Linked DNA regions of Mus musculus: regions 1, 2, 3 and 4 are each linked to region 5. Evidence: chromatin contacts called from public HiChIP or PLAC-seq and promoter capture Hi-C data. All regions are on one chromosome and are shown on one strand. Each heading gives the region's core, a stretch centred on a gene start, on an enhancer-like site or on the middle of the called end of the contact. The rest is flanking DNA. Distances are from core to core; before and after follow the strand shown.

Region 1 (4,186 bases), core at 971-3,470, 570 kb after region 5:
ACAGCAAGAAAGGGGATTAAGGATGCTATTAGCATTGAAAAGAAAAAAATAAACTGTTTCCTCAAAATAAATTCCAAGAATCAACAAAACTCATTGAACCAACAAGATTATAACCAGTAACTCTTAACAAATTATCAAAATGTTTAAAGATGAGTATAATATCCATCAGCGTCCTGTAAGCCAACAGTGAGCAGCTGGATAACAATACCCAGTATGGCAATGCAGGTAAGAAGAGACAATGAAATATATACCAATTCAATAAAGTCCTCTAGGTAAGAACTACAATTTTTTTAAAAAGATTTTAACTGTTTTAAAACTTTCAAAAAGTTTTATTAGGAGCAAAGAGGAGATACAAATTATAGACATTTCCAAGAAAGGCAATGGGCCTCTTTGAGTGAGAGAATGCCAAGGGGCCTTACTTTGTTTTTTTCACACTTTTTTATGAAGATCAGTGTTTTGCCAGCACATATGCGGTGCCTGTGGAGATCAGAGGAGGCCTGGAGACTAGTTACAGGAGGTTGTAAATGGCCACCTGAGCACTGGGAACTGAATCAGGCAGCATCCTCTGCAAAAAACAACCAGGGCTTTTCACTGCTAAGCCACTTTTAAAGTTTTAAGAGTGTGTGTGTGTGTAGGGGTTCGTGCATTTGAAGGAGGTGCCCTCAGAGGCCAGAAGTGGAGATGGGATGCTCTGGTACTGGAGTTATAGGCAGTTGTGAGTCACAGAGGTGGATGCTGGAAATCAAACTGGAGTCTTTACAAGAGCAATACCCTCTTAAGCACTGAACCATCATTACAGACCATCCACCTCATCTTTTTGACAGGGTCTCATGATGTAACCCTGGCTAACCTGGAACTCTGCAGCTATGTAAACCAGGCTAGCCTCAATCTGCCAACCTCTTCCTCCCAAGTGCTGGGTTAAAAGTAGACTGACCAACCAACCCAGCAAGAACTATAATTTTTAACAACAAAAAACAAAACAAAACAAAACCATGCAGGGCAGTGGGAGACAATGCCTTGAATCTTGGCACATGGAAGGCAGAGAGAAGCAGGTGTATGGCTATGATTTCAAGGCCAGCCTCTACAGAGTGAGTTTTAGGCCAAAGCAGACCTAACAAAAAACAAAATAAGCAAAAAAGACAACAACAAAACCCCAACCAAACAAAAAGCAAACACAAAATAGTGATACCCCATAAATATGGCGATAGGAAGCTTCAGAACTGAACGTCATGTTTCCTCAATCTGCACTAAGATTTAAATAATCACAATATAAATCCTAACAACTTATGAAAAATTAAGAAACTGATTCTCAAGTTTATGTGGAGAGTGGAAAAAAACGAAAATGGTCCACACAATTCCAAAGAAACAGCACACAGACTTAAAGTGTATATATATAGTTATAGATATTATATATACACATGTTATATACACACACATATATATATGGGGTGTGTGTGTGTGTGTACCTTTTTTTGACAAAGTAGCAAAGGAAACTCAACAAAGGGCAGAATAGCAAAAGGTTATTAGCAGAACCGATGTCTATAGACAAGAAATTAAATAGAGTTTCACAATGTTGGGGCTGGAGAGATGGTTTAATGGTTGGGAAAACCGGCTGCTCTTCCAGAGGACCTGAGTTCAATTCCTAGTACCAACATGGCAGCTCAACAACAGTTCCAGAGGATCTGACATCCTCACAAAGACATACATACATTTTGGCAAAATACCAATGCACAAAAAATAATAATTTTTTTAAAGTTTAAAATTCACAGTATTAACTCAAGTTGATTGCTTTGACCTAAATGTTACATGAAAATTCAGAACTTCTAGAAAGTAGCAGAAACTAGATGACCTATTGTTTTACAACCTTCTGATGAGATACCCAAAGCAGGACTGTATAAAACGCCTGCCCCAGACAGAGCACCGACTCTTTCCTGCGCGAGGCGGAGCCTCCGCAGGGAGGCTCCGCGCTCTGCGCAGGCGCGGACCACGGCGAAGAGGACACAGGGCCCAGCGCCACACAGCACTGAATGCCGCTGCCGCCCCGCCCCAGCCTCGGGGAGGATCCACCACAGCGGGCAGGGACAGCGGCCCTTGCTCACCATGGCGCGGCTTCCGAACTCGCCCGCGCTCTCCTCACTGGTCCCGGCAGCAGCGCTCACAGCACAACACACCGCACCTCCCTGTGCCGCAGAGCCGAGCCACAATATGGCGGCCGTGAAGAACCCGCCTCTTGCCGCTCTCCAGTAGTCCTGATTAGACGGCACGGTTCTAGAACCTGATTGGCTACCAAAGCCTGAGTGACACTAGCTTCCAAAGCCGAAGTGTGGGATTCAAATGACAGCCATAGCCCCGCCCTCCTTGCTTCTAAGCAGAACTAGCTTCTCCCTGGTAAAGCAGTACTCCATCACCAAGTCGTCACTGTGCACACCGAGTGCTCATTGCAGCAATCCTGCTGCCTCACAATTAGAAAGGTGCTCAGGTCAGTTTTAATTAGAAGGTCAAATTATAACTGGACATGATGTTCTCCAGGCATCAGGAATTTGAGTAAGGAACATCTATGGTTTATACATCTGTCCCAGGTTGCACATTAACACAAGTATTCATTTCCTCTATTTTCATAGCATGTGTGTTCTTCCAGTTAAGATCTCTATCCAGCCGGGCAGTGCAGGCAGTGGTGGCACACACCTTTAATTCCAGCACTTGGGAGGCAGAGGCAGGCAGATTCCTGAGTTCGAGGCCAGAGTGGTCTACAGAGTGAGGACAGCCAAGGCTACACCAGAAACCCTGTCTTGAAAAAACCAAAACAAACAAACAAACAAAAACCAAAAACCTCTCTATCCTTCCATCTCACCCCCGTTTCTCCTCTCCAGGCCTCTACAGACATTCTAATTTAAACAAAAGCAAAAAGAAAAAGAAAAAGAAAATTGAAGACGTGGGTCAAGGAAATGACTTAGTAGGTTAAGCATGAACATAGTAGAAGAAGACCAACTCAGGAAAGTTGTCCTCTGGCCTCCACAAGTGTGTTCTTCACACACACATAAATATACACAGACACACACACACGTACATAGCCACTAAATCATCAGAACATTTTATTATTTAATTTTTGGTTTTTTGAGTTAGAGTTTCTCTGTGTAGCCCTAGCTATCCTGGTGTTTTTGTTTTTGTTTTTTGTTTTTTTGTTTTTTTCCAAGACAGGGTTTCTCTGTATAGCCCTGGCTATCCTAGAACTCACTCTGTAGACCAGGCTAATCTCAAACACAGAGGTCTACCTGCCTATGCTTCACGGGTGCTGGGAAAAAGGCGTTCACCCATTTTTACTAAAGAAGAAGTGGGGGAGTACTGGCAGTAGAAACAATAAGAAGGAAAAACCCAGCAAAGCTAATGGAGTCAATGAACAGATCAGTGAGTGGTGTTCAGTCGTGTAATGATTAGTCTTGATTGTCAAAGTGATAGGAGCAACCCTCCAGCATGTATGTAAGGGTGTTTCTAAATAGGGTAGTTGAGATAGGAAGGCTCTTCCTAAAAGTGGGCAGTATCATTACCTAGACCACAATCAAGGACCGACTGAAAAGAGGGAAGGAGGTGAGGGGATGGGAGCACTCTCTGTACCTTCTGCTCTTGTAGAGAACTTGTTTGGTTTACACACACACACACACACACACACACACACACACACACACACACACCCGTTGGCTCTTAACTTCCTGTAAATCCAGCTCCAGGGGATGAAATTCCTTCTTCTGAGCGCCTTCATGGCTCATGCATACTGAATTACCCATACATGTAAATAAAAAAAATGTTTTTAAATTATCATTATAGAATATCTTTTCTCCTCCTATGAAGGTTCCGATTCTCCCTGTTTAAGATCTCAAATATCTCTGAATTATAACTATTCCTAAGACAAGATATAATAAAGAGAATATACCTAGGAGCCAAAGTTAAAACTCCGTGTTAGCGCCAGCTAACCATCCATGAGAACCAGCTCTCTATAACCTCTTCATATTTTTTAGAGAGGATCTCACTCTGTACCCAAGGCTGGCCTCCAACTCACAGGAAACCACTGGTCTCTGCCTCTCGTGTCTCTATAACCTCTTGGCTTTAGTTAGTCTGGGAACTTTTGAATTATGTTTGGCTGACAAAAGTGAATCCATGCTTGTTGTCTTTTTTTTTTTTTTAATGTTTA
Region 2 (4,294 bases), core at 1,179-3,678, 680 kb after region 5:
GGCAGAATGATAAGCCCAGGGTACATCATAGTGAGCCTTTTGTTTGACTGCTCGGGTTTTTCTTTTGTGTGTGTGTGTGTGTGTGGTGGGGGTTGTTTTTGTTGTTTGGTTTTTGTTTCTCTGTGTATCCCTTACTGTTCTGTTCTGGAACTCGATTTGTAGACAAGGCTGGCTTTGAACTCACAGACATCCACCTACCTCTGCCTCACCATGCCTGGAATGAGACCCTATCTTAATAAAGAAAATTAAGATATCTGAGACTAGAGAGACGGGCTGCTGGACTCTGTGGCTTTTTGAAGACAAGAACAGATTACATAATTCATGAGTCTCTGTTCAAAAGTCATTAGCAATTTAATGTTGGATATGGCTTGGCAGAACACCTGCCAAGCATTCATGAGGCCCAAGGTTCCACAAAGAGCATCAGGAAAAAAAGGGAAGTTTTAGAAAGGAATAGCAAGTGTGGAACACTTCCAAGCACAGGTGTCAGGACGGGGCTGGGGCGCCTCTGCCTGCTGACAGGGCTGGCAAACTGCACTACAGAATCAGGGCTTGGGGTAGGAGGACAGGGTCTACTCGGTGGTGCGGGGTGCATACTGCCCAGCAAGCACTGCCAAGACATGGAAGTCAGGCAGGGCATCCTAGAGGAAGGGAGGAGCACGGAGGAAGGGAGGAGCGTGGAGGAAGGCCAAGGCAGGAAGGAAGAGCACCTGGAGCAAGTCTGGAATGACCCAGGTTAGAAACCACTGGGAAAAGTTAGCACCTGTGGGGAACAGGGTAGGAAGGGCTCGACACCACACCAAGACACAGAGCTGGACGAAATACTGCACGCCTTTTGTCCCAGTGCTCAGGAGGCAGAGGCAGGTGGATCTCTGTAAGTTTGAGGCCAACCCGGTCTACAGAGCGAGTTCCAGGACAGCCAGGGCTACAAAGAGAAACCCTGTCTCATGGGGAAAAGAAACGAAAGCCGTCAGGCTGCTCAGTCAGGAAGATGGGACCACAGGTGCGGGGTAGGAGACCTGCAGGAAGGAGGAGTGTGTGGTGGGGGATGGAGAAGGCACGGGCCACCTGGCCAGCTTCTGGCACAGCACATCCAGCTTGTGCTCAGCGTGGGAAAAGGCCCAGACACAGTGGCACAAACTTGAATCCCAGCACTTGGAGGGTGAGGCAGGACTCTCACTAGTCCTGCTTTCTGAAATTCTGTTTCAAAAACAATGCTGGAGGGATGTGAGATGTCTCAGTGGCTAAGAGCCAGAACTGCTCCTGCAAGGGGCCTGAGTACAGCTCCCAGCACCCACGCTGGGCAGTTCCAGCTTCAGGGGACCCAATGTCTATTTCCTGTACAGACACCTTCACAATAAATTCACAGACATGCCTTAAGAGTCGACAAACTGCTGCCTTTGCAATCAGTTTAATTCCTAGAACCTGCAGAGGTGGGGTGGGGTGGATAAACAGCTGGGCACAGCAGGTGTGTCTGTGACCCAAGCACTGTCAAGGGACATGCAGGAGGATCTGTGGACTTGCTGGCCAGCCAGCCTAGACAATCAATAGTCTAGGTTTAGTGAGAGACTCTTAAATAATAAGATGGAGGAGACTAGAGGAAGGCAGACCTGATGGGAGCCTCTGGCCTCCACTCATAGGCATCACTGTGGAGAGAGAGGCTCAGTCCCACTTTGGTCGGACAGCCATGGTTGCTGCCTCTGCAGGGGTGGGTGGGGTGCTGATCTTTTCCCTGTCTTCACCTGAAGCTATGATAGCAGGGACAGTGAGCAGTCCTAGAGAACCCAACCAAGGGGCAGCGCTGACCCTGGTGCAGAGTGGATGCGAGCTGGGGGAGCAGCCCCCCCCCTCCCCCCCCGCCACTTGGGGCCTGATATTGGGAGGTCCCACTCAATTCCAGCTCCTAGGACAGGAGCAGCCAAGCTTAGATCTCTTTTCAGGTCCAGTGTTGAAGGGAATTAAGCCTGAAAATCCCAAATTACTTCTAGAAAGGCAAGAAACCATCCAGCTAAGGCACCCGGGTGCCCTCCCCATCACTTGTTCACAGGCATCATGCATACATTCTGTACTCCAAAATGTGCCAGGGGCTTTGGCAAGGCATCCTGAGCCCCCTGTGGCTCCCAGTGGCAGTAGATATTCAAAGCCTCTGTGTGACTCCAAGCCCCTGACCACATCTCAAACAATTTCTCTCTGACAATAGAGAACCTGGTGGGTGACTATGAGGGCTGGCTTGCCTGGAATGCAGTTTCCTTGGCAACTCAGCTTTGGATGCACCTGCAAGCTCCCAGCAGACCTTAAGCCCCAGACTCACCTGCCTCCTGCCTGCCACCCTGGCCGCGACCCCTTGTCACCCACTGACCTGAGAAAGCGCCTCTCCTCTGGCAACTGGACAGGGCCCGTGTTGTTGTGCACACTGCTGCTCATGGTCGCATGGGCAAGCTGGCTCCGCGCTGCCTTTTAAGTGTGGCCCGGAGGCGGAGCCCTGTGACTAGGCACCTGCTAATCTGAGGCCACTAGGAGGCGCTCCATACAGCCATTGGCCAAAGCACGGGGTGACTTAACTCTGTGATGACTGGGCCGCGGGCCCAGCGATTAAGGATCCACGATAGAGTCACTATAGAGTCAACATTTTATTTGACCACTCTTTATTATGTGCGTTGGCTCAGGCCCTAAGTGTACCAGGTGAAGCCGAAGTTGGCATTGCTCATCTCCTCCTTGGTGCGCAACCCATACATCTCGCCAATGAGGGGTGGCACCCATCGTGTGGTATGGAACACAGACTCGCCCACCTTCCAGTTGGGCACATCCTTCATGATGATGGCTTCCTCCTCCAGGTTTTCCCGGAGAATCTGCAGGGTCCTGTGGCCACGAGGCATGGCTAAGCTCAAGGCAAACCATTGTCCCTTCCTCCCAGTCCCTGATAGCTCCACTGGACCTCCCACCCTAGCCTACCTCCGGTCCTTCTCTGCCTGGAAGAGCGGCATGAGGGCGATCCTGGCCTCCAAGTCCTCAATCAGCAGGCGCCTGGAAAATCAATACCCAGTGGGGTCAGATGTGGCCATTGGGAGAGTGTGGGACACAGACGTGACAGGGCCACAGGGCGCTGGTGGGGCTGGTGGGGAGGGGGAAGCTGGGGCCAATGCTGGCCACCTGAGTTGGGACAGGAGGGCAAGCTAGGGCACAGCTGGCACAGGCAGGCAATAGCAGCCATAAAACTGCCAGCTTCACACTTTCCTTTCAAATAAACATTTTTTAAAAATCCTAAAAATAGCCCTGCTTGATGCTCTGGATGGAGGGGGACACTCATCACTAGGCTCTGGGCTTTACAAAACCAATTCCCTTTGTTCTCAAAATAGCAGGGGGCTGGGCCTGCAGGGCCTTCTTCCACTGTTCTTATTTATCCCCACAGGGAGTCGAACTTCTCAACTTCAGGGGCTGAGGAAACGGGAACCCAGGAAGGAATCTTTCCAGGGAAACTTTTCATCTATGACACTCACGGTCTTGGGCTCTCTGGTACCTGCCACCATGTACCAAGGCCAAGCCCACCACCTGCTGGTTACCACCCACAGTGCCAGCTGTGAAGCCCAAGTCCAACAGCTGAAGGCCTGGTCTCAGCGTTTTACTTCAGGACAGGAAGTAGGAGTTCCCTCATCCTCACAGAACCCCTCCATGGTGGTGAGCAGGGCCTACCTGCGCTCCTGGTTCCACCTCATCATTCTCCAGTAGCCAAAGATCAAGGCCCCGATGCCCACAGCAAACATGCTGTACCCTGCAAGAGAAATGAGACCCCCCTCTCAGCATGGTGCCCTCCAGGGCCCCACTTAGGACACTGGGTCATTGTACCCAGTGAAGTACCTGCTGGCTCTGCCTTCTACACCCTCCATAGGTGGACTGTCCTTCCTCAGCCACTTCCCCAGGGCAGTCTCTGTCTCTTCTGCTGTTAGGGTACTAGGCAGTCTGGGCTGCCACACTTTCTGGAAGGTATAGGTCAGCATGGACACAGCAGAGCCCCAGAATATAAAACAACAGTTCTCAACCGTGGGTCCCATATCAGACAATTGCATTACAATTCATAACAGCAGCAAAATTAGTTATGAAGTAGCAACGGGATAGTTTTACACTTGGGGGTGGGGGTGAGGGTGGGGGTCACCACAACATGAGGAACTGTATATTAAAAGGGTTTCAGCATTAGGAAGGTTAAGAACCATTGCTCTATAAAGAAAAGGCCCGGTCCCCACCAGAGGCTGGAAGTGCCCTGGGGTGCCACACAGCCTGCTCCTGACTCCAGGAGTGGTGT
Region 3 (4,272 bases), core at 1,104-3,603, 930 kb before region 5:
TCTGGAAGCAGTGATATGACTGAAAAGGCTCAGTGATCGGTTTTCCTGGCTGCAGAAAGTTGGCCAGCAGTTTGGTCTTAATTCTCTGGGCAGGGGAGAAGGTGAGCATCAAAAATGTTACAACAATTGAATGGTGGATCGATTATTCATTGAAAAAAAAATAGCTTCATTCACAACCGGGGACAGGCTCTGAGAGAAGGAGCTGCCACCTCTCTTTTGACAGGATTACCTGAAGTACTTGTTTGACATACAGGTACCAGGACCCCGAAATGTTCTGTTTCTTAGGTCTGGACTGAGGCGTGGGCTCAGAATTTAAATAAGCTATTTCAGTGTTTCAATAAGTTATTTGTGTCATTTTCTATTCACACATGCTAATTAAATTTAGGTTAGAAACAGGACCAGTGAGAGAGATGATTAGTTACCTATTTCAGTGTAACAGACTACCTCCAAATGACTGACTTACTACAATACAAATGGCCCGCCCGTCTTCAAGGAATTTGAGAGTGGCTTAACCAAGCAATATCATGAATTTTCAGTAAAGCCTCACACCAGTATTGTAGTTACTACACAGCTTGACAGCAGCTGAGGATCTTCTCATTTAATCTGTGTGGGTTTAGCCTTTCTGGGTAGATCTCTAAAGGATGACTTGCTATGGAAATTCTTATCTCTCAGCATGAATGTTTCAAGGGTATGGGAGACAGAGGGGGAAGGAGAAGGGATGACGGGGAAGAGACAGGGCTACAGACAACGCAGAGCTACAGGCTTTATTTTCTCATCTTCTCACTGGGAATCTAGGCCTGAAACTAAGTAGCTCACACTGGCCTGGAACTGCTATCTCTCTATTTCAGCATCTCAAGTGCTGGGATAATAAATCCTTGCCACTACCACACACTAGCCTGGGAAATAGAACACCACCACTTCTGCTGTTTTCTACTGAGCACACAGACCGATACCTGGTACAGCAATGGCCTGCATGCTTTGACCAGGATAATTGCTCATAGCCTCAATCCAGGTAAGGTGAGACACAAAAATTCATAGCCTTGGTATAAAGTAGGAACACGAATTTACAGTATCTGATGTGGAGTAATAGGAGCAAATGCATTTGAATATTGCGTGCCAGAAATGGTTCTGAACACTTTGTGCAAGAGCCTCTATCTATTCAATAGTCTCTGGCATGCAGTAAGTATCCAAACATATTAGGGCCAGCCATGCTCTGAGCACTTTGCATGCATTATCTCACTTGAGCCTCACAAGAATTGAATCAGCCAGGCACTGCTGATATCGTGAATGGCAAACTGTAAGGCTAAATGTAAGGGGGAGAGCTGTCATCAAGAAAGGCTTGTCAGGACTTGGAGACAGAATGAGTCTGGAGGAGGGTACCTAGTGATAGCATCAGTGTCCCATGGGCCCCTGAGCTGGCTGATAGCCAGCTTGTACAGCTCCTTAGTTTCCAGAGAGTGTGAGGACACGTGCTGAGCAGATACCACCAGTAGGCAGAGGAGGACAGAGCATTCTAAGGCACCTCATCTGGCCACCCAGTTCAGTACAGTGGAGAGTAAGCTTCGGGCCGGGAGTCCTTGCCTGAGTGGATCTCAAGCACAATTCCCAAATGGCTGAGTCGTGTTTCCTGAGAGTGTAGGGTGTAACTCCTGGCTGTAAGGTTTTCCAACTCAAGGGTTTTCTGCGGTTGTGAAAGCCTAAGATAAACAATGTTTGGGTCCAGCATGCCAGGCTCCTAAATCGATTGGACAGGGTGTATAAAGTCACACCGTGTTTCTTGTTTATAAGACTTCTCTCTAACCTCCACAGTCTGAGGTCCTGTGTCATCCCTCCGCACCTCTCAGCCCTGTTTTCTCCCCACATCCCTAACGTTCCTCACCCGTGGAAAAGGCTGGTCCACCTTTCCACTCGGCTCAGCTTTCCTCCCTCCCACGTATGCTTAGGCTTCATTGGTGCTCTGTGCCATCCGGGCCCTGATCTGTTAGTCACAGGGGACTTCCACCTTTTTCCCCCTTTCATGTTTCTCTCCCTGGCTGCCCCTGTCCCTAGTGCCTTCAGCCTGCAGCATTCCAGTCTTTCTCTTCCTTGATCATGCTCGGTAAAGCCACACCTGGAGTCACAAATGCTTCAGAGTTTGATAATTTACTTAATGTCAACAAAAGAGAAGGAAAAAGTAAGCTGTAGAATGCAGGGGCAGAACTACAGCCAACTTGGCCTGCAGGACCCAGGTTCCCAAATGGGCCTTGCCTGCCTCCGCAGGCTCCACCTACAAGTCAAATGTGGAAGGGGCCGGACTATTGTAATTAATAAGTCCCACAGACCCCCACTGAGGTGGTAAGGCAAACTACCCCAGACTGTAGACAGCGCTCTAGATTAACCAAGGACTAGTGGCCTTGCTGTCACTGGACCAAGGCAGCCAAGCTTGCCTACTGGCCCTGGAGCGCCTCCAGCACCCGGGTGGGGCCTTGAGGGAGCGCCCAGTCAGTCACCCCAGCATGTGGGCGCGGCGGGGCGGGCCAGGGCTGCGATCTGGACGCTGAGTGTCCTTCTGGTCCCGAGTGTTTGTCCAGACAGCCCGCGCGGCTGGGTCTCTGGGAGGCTGGGTCTCTGCTTGTCCTCCCTTCTCTTCCCGGACAGTTGCTGTAGGCAATCTGGAGGTGGCAGGTGCTTGGGTCACCTTGCTCCGGGTACTGAGCAGGTAGGTGACCGGGTCGGGTAAAACGCTGGAGCATGGAGCCAGGCAGAAGGGTGAGCGAGGAGTGGGAACCAGCAGGTGAGTCTCTAGAGCGAAGGGTAAAGCACAGAGGACAGGGACAGGAGGAGACCCTGGTTCCCGCGGTCAGGCTGTTCACCTGTCCCTCTGGTCCCTCCTCCACCGCGCGCAGGGCGAGCTCGGGTGCCCAGAGGAACCGACCGCCACAGCTGTGGGTGTCCGATGTCTCGTGTAGGGTGTCCAGTATCGGCAGCCGGGGCCGGGCGAGTGGCGGCCCTAAGAATAGAGGGCTTGTGATCATTATACTAAGAGTCTCCAGTGGGAGGAGAATCGGAGGCAACTTGGAGTCTTTCAGGGAAGTCATGGTGCCCGGGCGGTGTGCATGCACGCGTGGTGAGTGCTTACACTGGCCGGGGCAGGTGCAGCTGCGGAAGCAACCTGCGAGGGTCGGGGCCACGAAGCAGGTGCTGGGTGCCTGCAACAGTACCCACAAATCAGCGGAGGTCCAATCACTGGGCAGTGCCATGTGGTCTCTCCTGGCCCGGAGGTGACCTTCCAGACAGAGTCCTGAAACCTGTTTCAGCCCACGCAGAACTCTATTAGAGAGCTCCCCGCGCGGGGACACCCTCCCGCGGGCGCCCTCACGTGGTACAGAGAGCAGCGGGCTCGTCCCCTCCCTATGGTTCTGGGTCAAGGCTCAATCTAAAATCAGCCTAGCAAGAACTTTCCTCAACAAAAGTAAACCATCCGCAGCCACTCCTGCCCTGGGGGGTTCATGGGCCCTAGGTGGAGTCACTCACTGTTTGCAGATTTTCTCAATAGTGTTTCTCTTCACTATGGCCCTAGAGAAGCAGGGATAACCAGCTACATCTTGCTCAGTTCCCTGACAAGCTTCTCTTGTTTGTGGAACGAAACAATGTATTTATAATTTTTAATTTAATAAATAAGTGGAAGAAATACTTAGGTGAAGATTGGGCACAAATGGACTTGTCTAGTTATATCTGTGAAATACTTCAATCTCGAGAGCATTTACAGAACTTCCAGCTGCTCTCACCACTTGCAATTTATTTTATTTTCAAAATCATCAAGTAAATTAATGAGAAAAAAAAAATCGAACAATCCGAAGCCTGTCCACAGAGCTAGCTGTTTAAAGAATAGATAGAACTTAATCTAAATTCTTAACTTTAGGGATATATGTACTATACATACCACGATAATTCTATGAAGATAGCTGTATTAGGCTCTATACTAATTAAAAACACAATTATGTAGAAAAATGGAAAGTGTGAAAGTCAGACCAGATCTACAGGTATCCTGGGAACCTAACTGAATTTTGTACTCTTTCAAATTTTTAGAGTGAGCAACAGGTATGGACTTGTTGCTTGTTATTTGTCTTTTTCAAAAAAAAAAATGCCACAGGAGAAGAAAAACAAGTTAGTTGAGCTGCACTTTGTGTTGAACCTCGAGTGATTACACTCAGTATGAGACAAAACCATCACCGTGCAGATCAACGTTAGCAGTGATTGTCCTGTAGAGTGAAAGAAGGAAAAACCCAGGCG
Region 4 (4,427 bases), core at 1,683-4,182, 580 kb after region 5:
ATACGTAATATAAAGAAAAAAAAAAAAACCACTGGTAACTTCTAGAGGGGTGACTAAGAACCTGAAGGTTGGAATCCGTTTGCATTACTTCCTGTCTACAGCAACACCACTAACCATGTCTAGGCCTAAGGATAATGTCACCTGTCTCAAGTGTTGTTATTAGCTATAAATCACCAGAGCATTAGCCACCTATTCAGAGCATACAGAGATAAGGAATATGAGCTGCTTCCATTACACTTGGTTTTGAGTCTTAGAATAAAGGTCACAATGGTATCTGAAGAGTTCAAGAGTTTGCTCACAGCAAATGTTCTGAGTGCCCATTCAATGCAAAGAAGCAAAAATATAGAAGAGGAATTCTGAAAATGGGGGATCCATTGGCTTATGTCTGGCTTCATCTTTCAAGGTGGTTGACTGTAAACTGAACCCTGGAAAGTGGCCTGGGTGTGGAATGGTCAGGCACTGCTGATGCCTCAAAGGAAAGGCATCATGAGACACATGGAGGACCATCCCTTGGAGCTTCTAATGTTTATTCTGTCGGCTACAAAGCCTGTTGTCTTTGAATGTAATATATTGTCTTCTACAAACAGGTTTATATCCTAGTCCTTACTAATTGTCTTACTTAAAGTTAGGCTCCTTGAACTATGGCTTCCGGTTCCCTTATAAAGACTTATAAGAGCCGTCTTACTATATATAAAGTAATGGGAAAAAAATGGAAAGTAAAATATGTAAAGATTCTTATCATTTCCAGTACACCAGATATTTTCAATAAGTAATGTAAATAAAATATGCTTAAAATATTGTGAAAAAAAAAGAGTTGTAATACATTATTACATCATCCCCAAACACGAGGTAGATCTTGTTCATCAAAAAGACAGGACACCCTTTTCCAAGCAGAGCAAGATGGTCACCCTGGGATTCCCACCACAGATGTCAGATGGCTCATGCATGATTGCTTGTCCTATCATCTATGGCAGGAAGCGTGCAGCCACCACTACAGCAGGAAAGCATATCACTCTCCACCACAGGGAGAACTAGCCATAACGGGATTCACCCACAGATGTTCTCCCTCACACGAACCAGCCTCAGGCCCAGCCTCAGCGCCCAGGAAGGGAGCAGGCACTTACCTCTCCCTTTATTTGGTTCTACCAGTCCCAGTTGTGCAGGCACCATTTATGCTGTGTGACACTATTCCTACAGAGATGTGGACAAACGTCAACTCACCCCAGAGATGACAGATGAATGTAATAAAAACACTTAAGTTTAGCAGGGCATAGTGGCGCACACCTTTAAGTTCAGCACTCGGAAGGCAGAGGCAGGTGGATTTCTGAGTTCGAGGCCATCCTGATCTACAAAGTGAGTTCCAGGACAGCCAGGGCTACACAGAGAAACCCTGTCTCGAAAAACAAAACAAAACAAAACAAAAAAACACTGAAGTTCAAGTCAATGAATCAGAGAGCTTACTGGAGTTATCGCAGGAATATGGCTTAGTGGCTGCTTAAACTTGGCTGGCAAGGATGACTGAGAGGTCATTTGGGGGTGAAGGCACACCCCCAAATGGTGATCACTCCAAACTGCAAACCTAGAGTTCTCCGCCGTACTTGCAATGAACTTGCCTGCCTAATAACCTCGGGGAGAAGTGAGCCTGCTGCACCTGCTAAGGTTTCAGGAATTTCTTCAGCCTCTGAATTATTTCCTGAGTCTTAACGGACCTCTCTGTAGAGAGCAGGCTCAGAGGGCAAGAGCATTTGCTGCCAAGCCCAAGGACTGGAGACTAATCCCCTGGGGTGGGATAGAGTGAAGAGAAGCGAGGAGACAAGGCCTGCCTTTAGAACTTCCTTAGTCCTCTTATCAAACTTTCCTCCAGTCATTTCAACTGAGAGAAAATCACTATGCAACAGCAGGCTGCAGTCAGGGGGCTGTGTGAGTTTTTCTATTTGTTTGTTTTTACAAAGAATGAAACCCAGGATTTCAAGAATGCTGGGCAAGCACTCTAACACTGAACTAGCCAACACTTTTATTTTTTTTTTTAAGTCTGGAAAAAGTCTCCTTAAGTTCTCAGATGACCTTGAAGTTGTCATCTTCCTACTTCAGCTTTGCTTATACATGAGATGCCCTGCACTACCAAGCAAAATAACATTGAAAAAGAATAAAAATGATCTATATTGGATCTGGGTAGGGTGGCCAGCACTCGCGAGTCAAAGGCAGCGGCCACTATCAGCACTGGCTGCTCTTCCAGAGGATCTGTATTTAATTCCCAGAACTCACACTCACAACTAACTGTAACTCCAAATCCAGGATTCAGACACATTCTTTTTTTTTTTTTTTTACCCGCTCCCACCTCAGACGAATTCTTAGGGCCCCGTAGGAACTGCACAGCGCGCGCGCGCACACACACACACACACACACACAGAGACAGATACATACTTATATATTTTTAAATCTTCAAAACCTTCTTATGGCTGTGTTTAAATAACAGTACTTGTACAGAATAGTTGCATAAAGCATCATAGTATATTTCATAAGTACCTAATTTTCCATTTATGTTAATGTGACCTTGTGTACTTATTACCGTATGGCTTGCATGGAAAAGGCACCCTCAACCCTACCTTGCGAAAGCTCCGCCTCCTCCCAAACCCGCCCTCAAAAGGTCCCAAGTCCTAAAGTTTGTATCTTAGGGTAAGCTTTTCTCCTCCCCAAACGGAGGCTCTTTCCTAGATAGATGCCGGAAAAGTTGCTGAGAAGGGACGGGCTCTTCCGTTTCAGGGTCTCTTGCTGATGTCAATCCCGCCCTGCCCGTCTACATCTTTTGCGTTCTTAGTTCGCCACGGCCGACCTTAGCAAGCTGATTTGGACCTTTGGTACCTTCTTTGTCATGGCGGCGCCCTGAACAGACACTTGTGTTAACCCACCTAACGGTTTACCTAGGCGCTTCCTATTCCAAGGTGGCGCTCAGACCTTACCGGAAGTAATAGACCGGAAGTGGGGCGGTGCCTCTGCCGGAAGCCAGCGCAGCGCTGGGAAAGATGGCGGTGGTGGGCAACGCGGTTCCTTGCGGAGCCCGGCCTGGCGGGGCCCGGGACAACGGGTCTCCTCAGCCTGGGTCGCGATTGCGGCCGGGCCTAGCTGCCGGGCCAGCACTCATAGCGAACGGCGACGAACTGGTGGCCGCCGTGTGGCCGTACCGGCGGCTGGCGCTTCTGCGGCGCCTCACCGTGCTGCCGTTTGCCGGGCTGCTGTACCCAGCCTGGCTGGGCGCCGCCGCCAGCGGTTGCTGGGGATGGGGCAGCAGCTGGACCCAGATACCCGAGGCCGCGCTGCTGGCGCTCGCCACCATCTGCCTCGCGCACGCACTCACTGTCCTGTCGGGGCATTGGTCTGTGCACGCGCACTGCGCGCTCACCTGCACCCCGGTAAGTGCGCGCGCGCGCCCGACCCCGACCCGGACCGGGACCCAGGCACAATGGGGCCTAGCGGGGGTACCGGGCTGCCGCGGGCTTGCGAGTCTCCAATCTTAACAGCTCGATTCTCCAGCGGCGCCCCCTGTCCTATGGCTCAGGCCTACTTCTGACCCCGCTGTGACTCGCCATGCAGTTGTGGCTGGTTATTTTGATTCACAAGAAACACCTGGAACACACTTAGAGCAGGATCCATATGCTACTGTTAGTGTGAATTGTTCTCTTAGCTCCCATATGGTGTATTGTTCTTGGAACGGTTCCGCCTTGCTTCTCCGTCATCTCCTACCTTGGTTTTGGTTTTCTTTTCTTACTCTTTTTTTTTTTTTCCTGTAAGATAGGATCTCACTATGCAGCCTTGGGTCGTCTAGGACTCACTGAGAACCGCCTAGCTCTGCCTCCAGAGTTCTCGGGTTAAAAGCCTGTGTCACTATTTCTGGCTTCTACTCTTGTGTTGGTCTTTCTTTCTTTTTTTTTTTTTTAAGTGTTAGATTAGACCTGTGGGGTAATACCCCCAAATGTATGAAGCCAAGTCCTATGGCCCAGTGTTCAGCTTCTGTCTGTCCCTTGCTAGACCCAAAAGAGAGTGTAATTCATTCTGGTGCTGAAGATGGCCAGGAACTACTTGTAAGTGACTTAAAATAGCGTAGAGTCTCAAGTTATCGGTAAGGTATGGTTAAGATGAGGGCTTGTCAGAATGGTGCAGTGATTCTAAATTCAGAACTCTAAACATAGTGTCACTACAGGAAGCACTGACTTTAAGGTACTCTAGGTTGAGGGTAATACCCAGTGAGCACACTACAGATCACCAGATTTGAAGCCTGGCACACCAATATCTGTTCTGGGTAGGTCTTTAGAAAAGGGAGGCAGTGTCAGTGACTGAAGGAAATCCTGAGTACCCTCATATACACCCTCAATGGCTATGTGTGCGCATTGAATTCTTAGTACCAAGAGAAGGCATCCTGTTTCCTTCA
Region 5 (4,104 bases), core at 1,429-3,928:
TCAGCAGGTTGTAGTCATATATTAAGAGTGTACTTACTCATGCATGACAAGGAAGAATTTGGGAAGGGAAGGAGGGAGGACAAGGAAGGGTGTATGAGATGCAATATATTTCAATGAACAAGTACAAAAGTAAACCTTAAATTCAAAGAAGAGGGGCTGGAGAGTTGGCTCAGCAGATAAGAGCACTGAGTGCTGTCCAGAGGACCCAGGTTCCATTTCCGTAACACATGGTAGCTAACAATGTGCTGTGACTCCAATGGTTGGTATCTTCTGCCCTCTTCTGGATGCTGCCGGTACTGCGTACAGACACAACTAGGCAGATACCCAGGTAACTAAAATATAAAATAAAGGGTAGAAAAAGAAGGATTAAACCTGGATCCTCTAGAAGAGCAGCCACCTCTCTAAACTGTTGAGCCATCTCTCCAGTGCCTTGACGTGCTATTTCAGTGATGTGGATACCAATTAATGTCTAAAATCTCTCCCCATTCATTTATGAAGAAAAATACTCAACATACTCTTTGGTGTTGTCACAGTCCTAAGACAGACAGCAGCTAGGGTTAGTTAAAATGAACTCTTTCTGGTCCTGCATGGAAGCAGCTGTGGCCTTCCTCTGAGCCAGCCTGCTCAGAGGCAAAAGCATAGAATGCTCTTCTGAGCATAGAATAGCTCAGCATAGCTGTTCATCTAAGTACGTCTACTGTGCAAATAGGTGACTTTTCCTGTATGTTTGCGAGAATTGTTGCATTGATATATCTGCCTTTAAGAGCATACATCATAATTAATAGGTAGTATTGGCCATAATTAACAGGTAGTATTGGCTCCTAAGTAAGCTACATTCACAGTGTCATTTACTTGTGAGGAACCTACCTGACTTCAGTTTGAAGGCAGGAGCCATTATGCTGTATTGCTCAAAATACCCCATTTACTGATTTGCTCTATTTAAGTCTTTTTCTTGGAGCCTGATCTGCTTGACCCCTGGCCTCTTCATATTTCTGAGAACATCCTGAACATACCTGACCCTCTATGGTGACCACATTTTTGTTCCTTTGGTTGTTTATTCCTGTATTTTCTTATTGTCTCATTGTCTGTTTTCTGTAAACCTGTTTGGCAGAAGCTTGTGATTTTACTACTTAAAAGAGGCACTAGAAGTGGATTCAGGTCTGGTTTCCTTACAGCACTTAGGATCCAGTTGATGGCCAGCTCTTAGGTGGTTCAAGTTGTCTCAAAATCGTGGTAGTGGTCTTATTCTCCCTGGGTTCAATTAACATATGAGTTTCAATTATGACCTTGAGGTACAAGATGAACGTGCCAGAGACATTTCCTTCTGTCTTTTAAAATAAATTGTATATGTTCCTGTCCAACGCTGAGCTAAGAACACCACCAAATCAGGCAGAACTCTACGCGAATGTGTCCAGGCTCTCTAAAGAAAACCCCCATGCTTCCTGTCTTTTATTTTTGTTAAATGATTTCCCTGCTTTCTGCTGGTAAGAAATATTTCCAAGTTTTTCTGTCTTGTCTGTTATGATGGCTATTCTTGGTAGACAAACTGACTACAAATTAACTAAGACCCAAAAAGTTGCATATACCTGTGAGAGATTTTTCTTAATTAAAACTTATGAAGTGGGAAGACGCTTCTGGGTCTTTTGAGGCGATAAGATCCACCTTTAATCTGGGCCACACCTTCTGGTGACAGTCCACATAAATAGAGAAGAAAGAAGCTCTCTCTCTCTCTCTTTCTCTCTCTCTCTCTCTCTGCCCTATCTTTGGTTAGCAAGTTCATTCCTTTAGAGCCTCCTTCTTTGAAAATGTGGTATACAGTGAAGCCCAGCTTAGACACGCAGCCTCATGGACTGAACTACTGGATTCTTCCAATTTTAGTTGCTAGACAGCACTTGTTGGTCTAGCTGGACCACAGCCTGCGAGCCGTTTTAATAAATCCCCTTTCTACATACAGAGAGGGAAAGAGACGCTCATTTTTATCATTTCTGTTCATCTAGAGAACCTTGACTAATACAGCTGCGTTTTCTCACCTTAACTCAGAAAAATGTTAGGAATAGTGTTCATAAACAACATTCTTCCTCGAACCATTTCTTTCTAATTATTCAAGTTACCGTGGAGACTACACTTATCATTAGTGTTAATTTGTCAAGAGATAGACCTGAATTTCAGGAAGAAAACTCCTATAGGGATGGATCCACCATCCAGCCTTCTTGTGGGAGAAACACATTTCATTGTGTTTGTGATGTGGTTCCAGGTTTTCTCTCAGGATTGTCCAGTGTACCTTTGCCAGCCAGGTAGAACGTAGCTGTAGCTCACCTGACCTCACCGTGAACCCACAGAACAAACATTTGTTTTCTAAAATCTCCTTAATTATTAATATCGTGGGCACCCTTCCACTTGTGGGACAGGAGAAACACTCCACTCCACATTTTGTAATGTGCTATTTAAACTAGCTACCTTGTGTCAAGGAGGAAAAGGGGAAAGTGCCTACCACGCAAGGAAAGATAGAAGTGAAGCTACCTCAGGTCAAGAGCAAGGACTCCTGAAATGCAAATATCTGCAACAGGAAATACTGTTCTGTGCTGTTCCTTAAACTCCAACGCCAAAGGAGGGACTCTTGTCACTCAGGCCTCATCAGCCAATGAGAACCTGCAGTCGGAGCGTCATCGGGGAGGCGGGCTCTTCCGGGCGCCAGGCTCCAGGCTCCGTTCCGAAGCTGGGAAAATGCAAGCGGTTCTTTGCGTGTAACAGGATCTGTGAGGGGTGCACGCGAGCTTGGAAGCCACGCTATGGTGAGCAAGGGACCGCAGTCTTGGGAGAAGTGGGCTGCTGAGCCTCGGCATCCCTTTTGGTAGGCTACCCTTGGACTGGATGGAAGCTAGTGGGCCAGATGTGGAGTTGTATGAAGTCCCATGCGGTCTCTGTAGTTCCCTGTACCAAAGTGGTGACCTCTGAAGAACTTCACCCTGTGGGCAGCGTCTGTGTAGAGCTTTGGGGACATGGTGTGTGCGTAGAAACATCTTTGTAGCCAACATCACCGTGCTTCTTGTGCATCAGAGGACGGCAGGTTGCCGTTTTAGTTTAGCTAGCATCTCTAGAATTTCTGTTCTTCGGATTTCACATTTGGAGTTAATTTTGTGGGTATTGTGCATGGAATCTTATGTGTTGGTAGCACTCCACTATTTTGCTGAGATGATAATGCAAAGGATTTACCAATGCTTCGGAGAGAATAAGTCACACAGAGTAGAGTTTAGCTAAAGGTGGGCTGCCTCTGAAACACCCAAAGATATAGTGTATTAATGAGGTCTGTAAGAGATGAAGTGCTAGATACGCATGTTTGTTCACCAGGATTGTCTAGACATTTGGCTCCAACCATAAGGAAGGAGACAACCCTGATCTTAAACAGCCGCTAGACCGATGCCCTTAAGAAGTGGCAGGAGACCAAGAAGCTGCTCAAAGGAGCAGGTAGGGTCATGTAACCAACATTAAGGCCTGGTGTGCCATAAAAGTCCTGTTTTCTTCTTAGGCAGTGGCTGCTTTCTATGGATCCTCTTATATAGATGCAGCCAGTTGTCCTTTTGTTAGCAAGCCAGACAGCAGTATGGTCTTCACTGTAGCAGCATCAAGATCTCGGCCTGCCTGCTGTGGGCCTCTGCGTTTATTAGTTATAAGGAGCCGTCACATCATTACTACATTATCTGCTACACACAGCGCTGACCTGAGCTGGAGAGCTGACCTGAGCTAGCTGCTCCTCAGCTTAACACCCAGCTCAGTCCTCTTCTAACTTCTTAGTGTGCTCTCTATGATTTCCCACCCCAGCTTTTATCTTTTCTCCTTTATACTTTTATAATCTTTCTCAGTCTGGCATATTCACCTAGGGACCCTGACACTGAAGAATGGTCTACTGTTCCAGGATACTGGTGTACTTAAGAAATAGTCCTGGGAATACTTTGTTGTGTAAGCCTCTCTTCTGCCTAAGTAACCACTTAGCAACTTAAAATTGGACTCTCCTGTCTCTATGTGAATTGTTCAGCGTGTAACCTGGGGCCTGACGCAGCATATGTAGGATGGAAAATGTGTCCTAGGCTGGCTCCTCTTTGAGCA

The links. Promoter capture Hi-C pulls out the DNA fragments that hold promoters and counts their contacts. HiChIP or PLAC-seq counts read pairs in DNA pulled down with a chosen protein or histone mark.
Region 1: a contact with region 5 is called in an H3K27ac HiChIP or PLAC-seq map of extraembryonic endoderm stem cells, with 5 times the contacts expected there. The contact joins the promoter of Zfp866 here to the promoter of Zfp930 in region 5. A contact is called at or near these places in 2 of 115 datasets of contacts at active chromatin or transcription factors (astrocytes and extraembryonic endoderm stem cells).
Region 2: a promoter capture Hi-C map of embryonic stem cells shows a contact between it and region 5, with 2.4 times the contacts expected there. The contact joins the promoter of Yjefn3 here to the promoter of Zfp930 in region 5. A contact is called at or near these places in 2 of 39 promoter capture datasets (the HPC-7 cell line and embryonic stem cells) and 1 of 115 datasets of contacts at active chromatin or transcription factors (embryonic hindbrain).
Region 3: a promoter capture Hi-C map of embryonic stem cells shows a contact between it and region 5, with 2.8 times the contacts expected there. The contact joins the promoter of Sh2d4a here to the promoter of Zfp930 in region 5. A contact is called at or near these places in 3 of 39 promoter capture datasets (embryonic stem cells, liver and pre-B cells) and 1 of 115 datasets of contacts at active chromatin or transcription factors (large pre-B cells).
Region 4: a contact with region 5 is called in a promoter capture Hi-C map of liver, with 2.2 times the contacts expected there. The contact joins the promoter of Atp13a1 here to the promoter of Zfp930 in region 5. A contact is called at or near these places in 3 of 39 promoter capture datasets (the C10 cell line, the HPC-7 cell line and liver) and 1 of 9 other capture datasets (pancreatic islet).

The regions. Positions count from the first base shown.
Region 1 is chr8:69,772,691-69,776,876 of GRCm38.p6, forward strand. Zfp866 (zinc finger protein 866) reads right to left here and starts at 2,221. Exons shown (of 4, transcript NM_177899.3): 1 at 2,100-2,221. The coding sequence starts at 2,102.
Region 2 is chr8:69,891,555-69,895,848 of GRCm38.p6, forward strand. It overlaps Yjefn3 (YjeF N-terminal domain containing 3), which reads right to left and starts at 2,429. Exons shown (of 6, transcript NM_001353930.2): 1 at 2,357-2,429. The coding sequence starts at 2,421. Ndufa13 (NADH:ubiquinone oxidoreductase subunit A13) reads right to left here. Exons shown (of 5, transcript NM_001382215.1): 3 at 3,688-3,766; 4 at 2,950-3,021; 5 at 2,615-2,856. The coding sequence ends at 2,667.
Region 3 is chr8:68,274,175-68,278,446 of GRCm38.p6, forward strand. Sh2d4a (SH2 domain containing 4A) reads left to right here and starts at 2,354. Exons shown (of 9, transcript NM_028182.1): 1 at 2,354-2,698.
Region 4 is chr8:69,788,231-69,792,657 of GRCm38.p6, forward strand. Atp13a1 (ATPase type 13A1) reads left to right here and starts at 2,933. Exons shown (of 26, transcript NM_133224.2): 1 at 2,933-3,411. The coding sequence starts at 3,025.
Region 5 is chr8:69,206,368-69,210,471 of GRCm38.p6, forward strand. It overlaps Zfp930 (zinc finger protein 930), which reads left to right and starts at 2,679. Exons shown (of 4, transcript NM_001013379.2): 1 at 2,679-2,792. The coding sequence starts at 2,790. Gm39188 (a long non-coding RNA gene) reads right to left here and starts at 2,630. Exons shown (of 2, transcript XR_870488.3): 1 at 2,492-2,630; 2 at 9-332.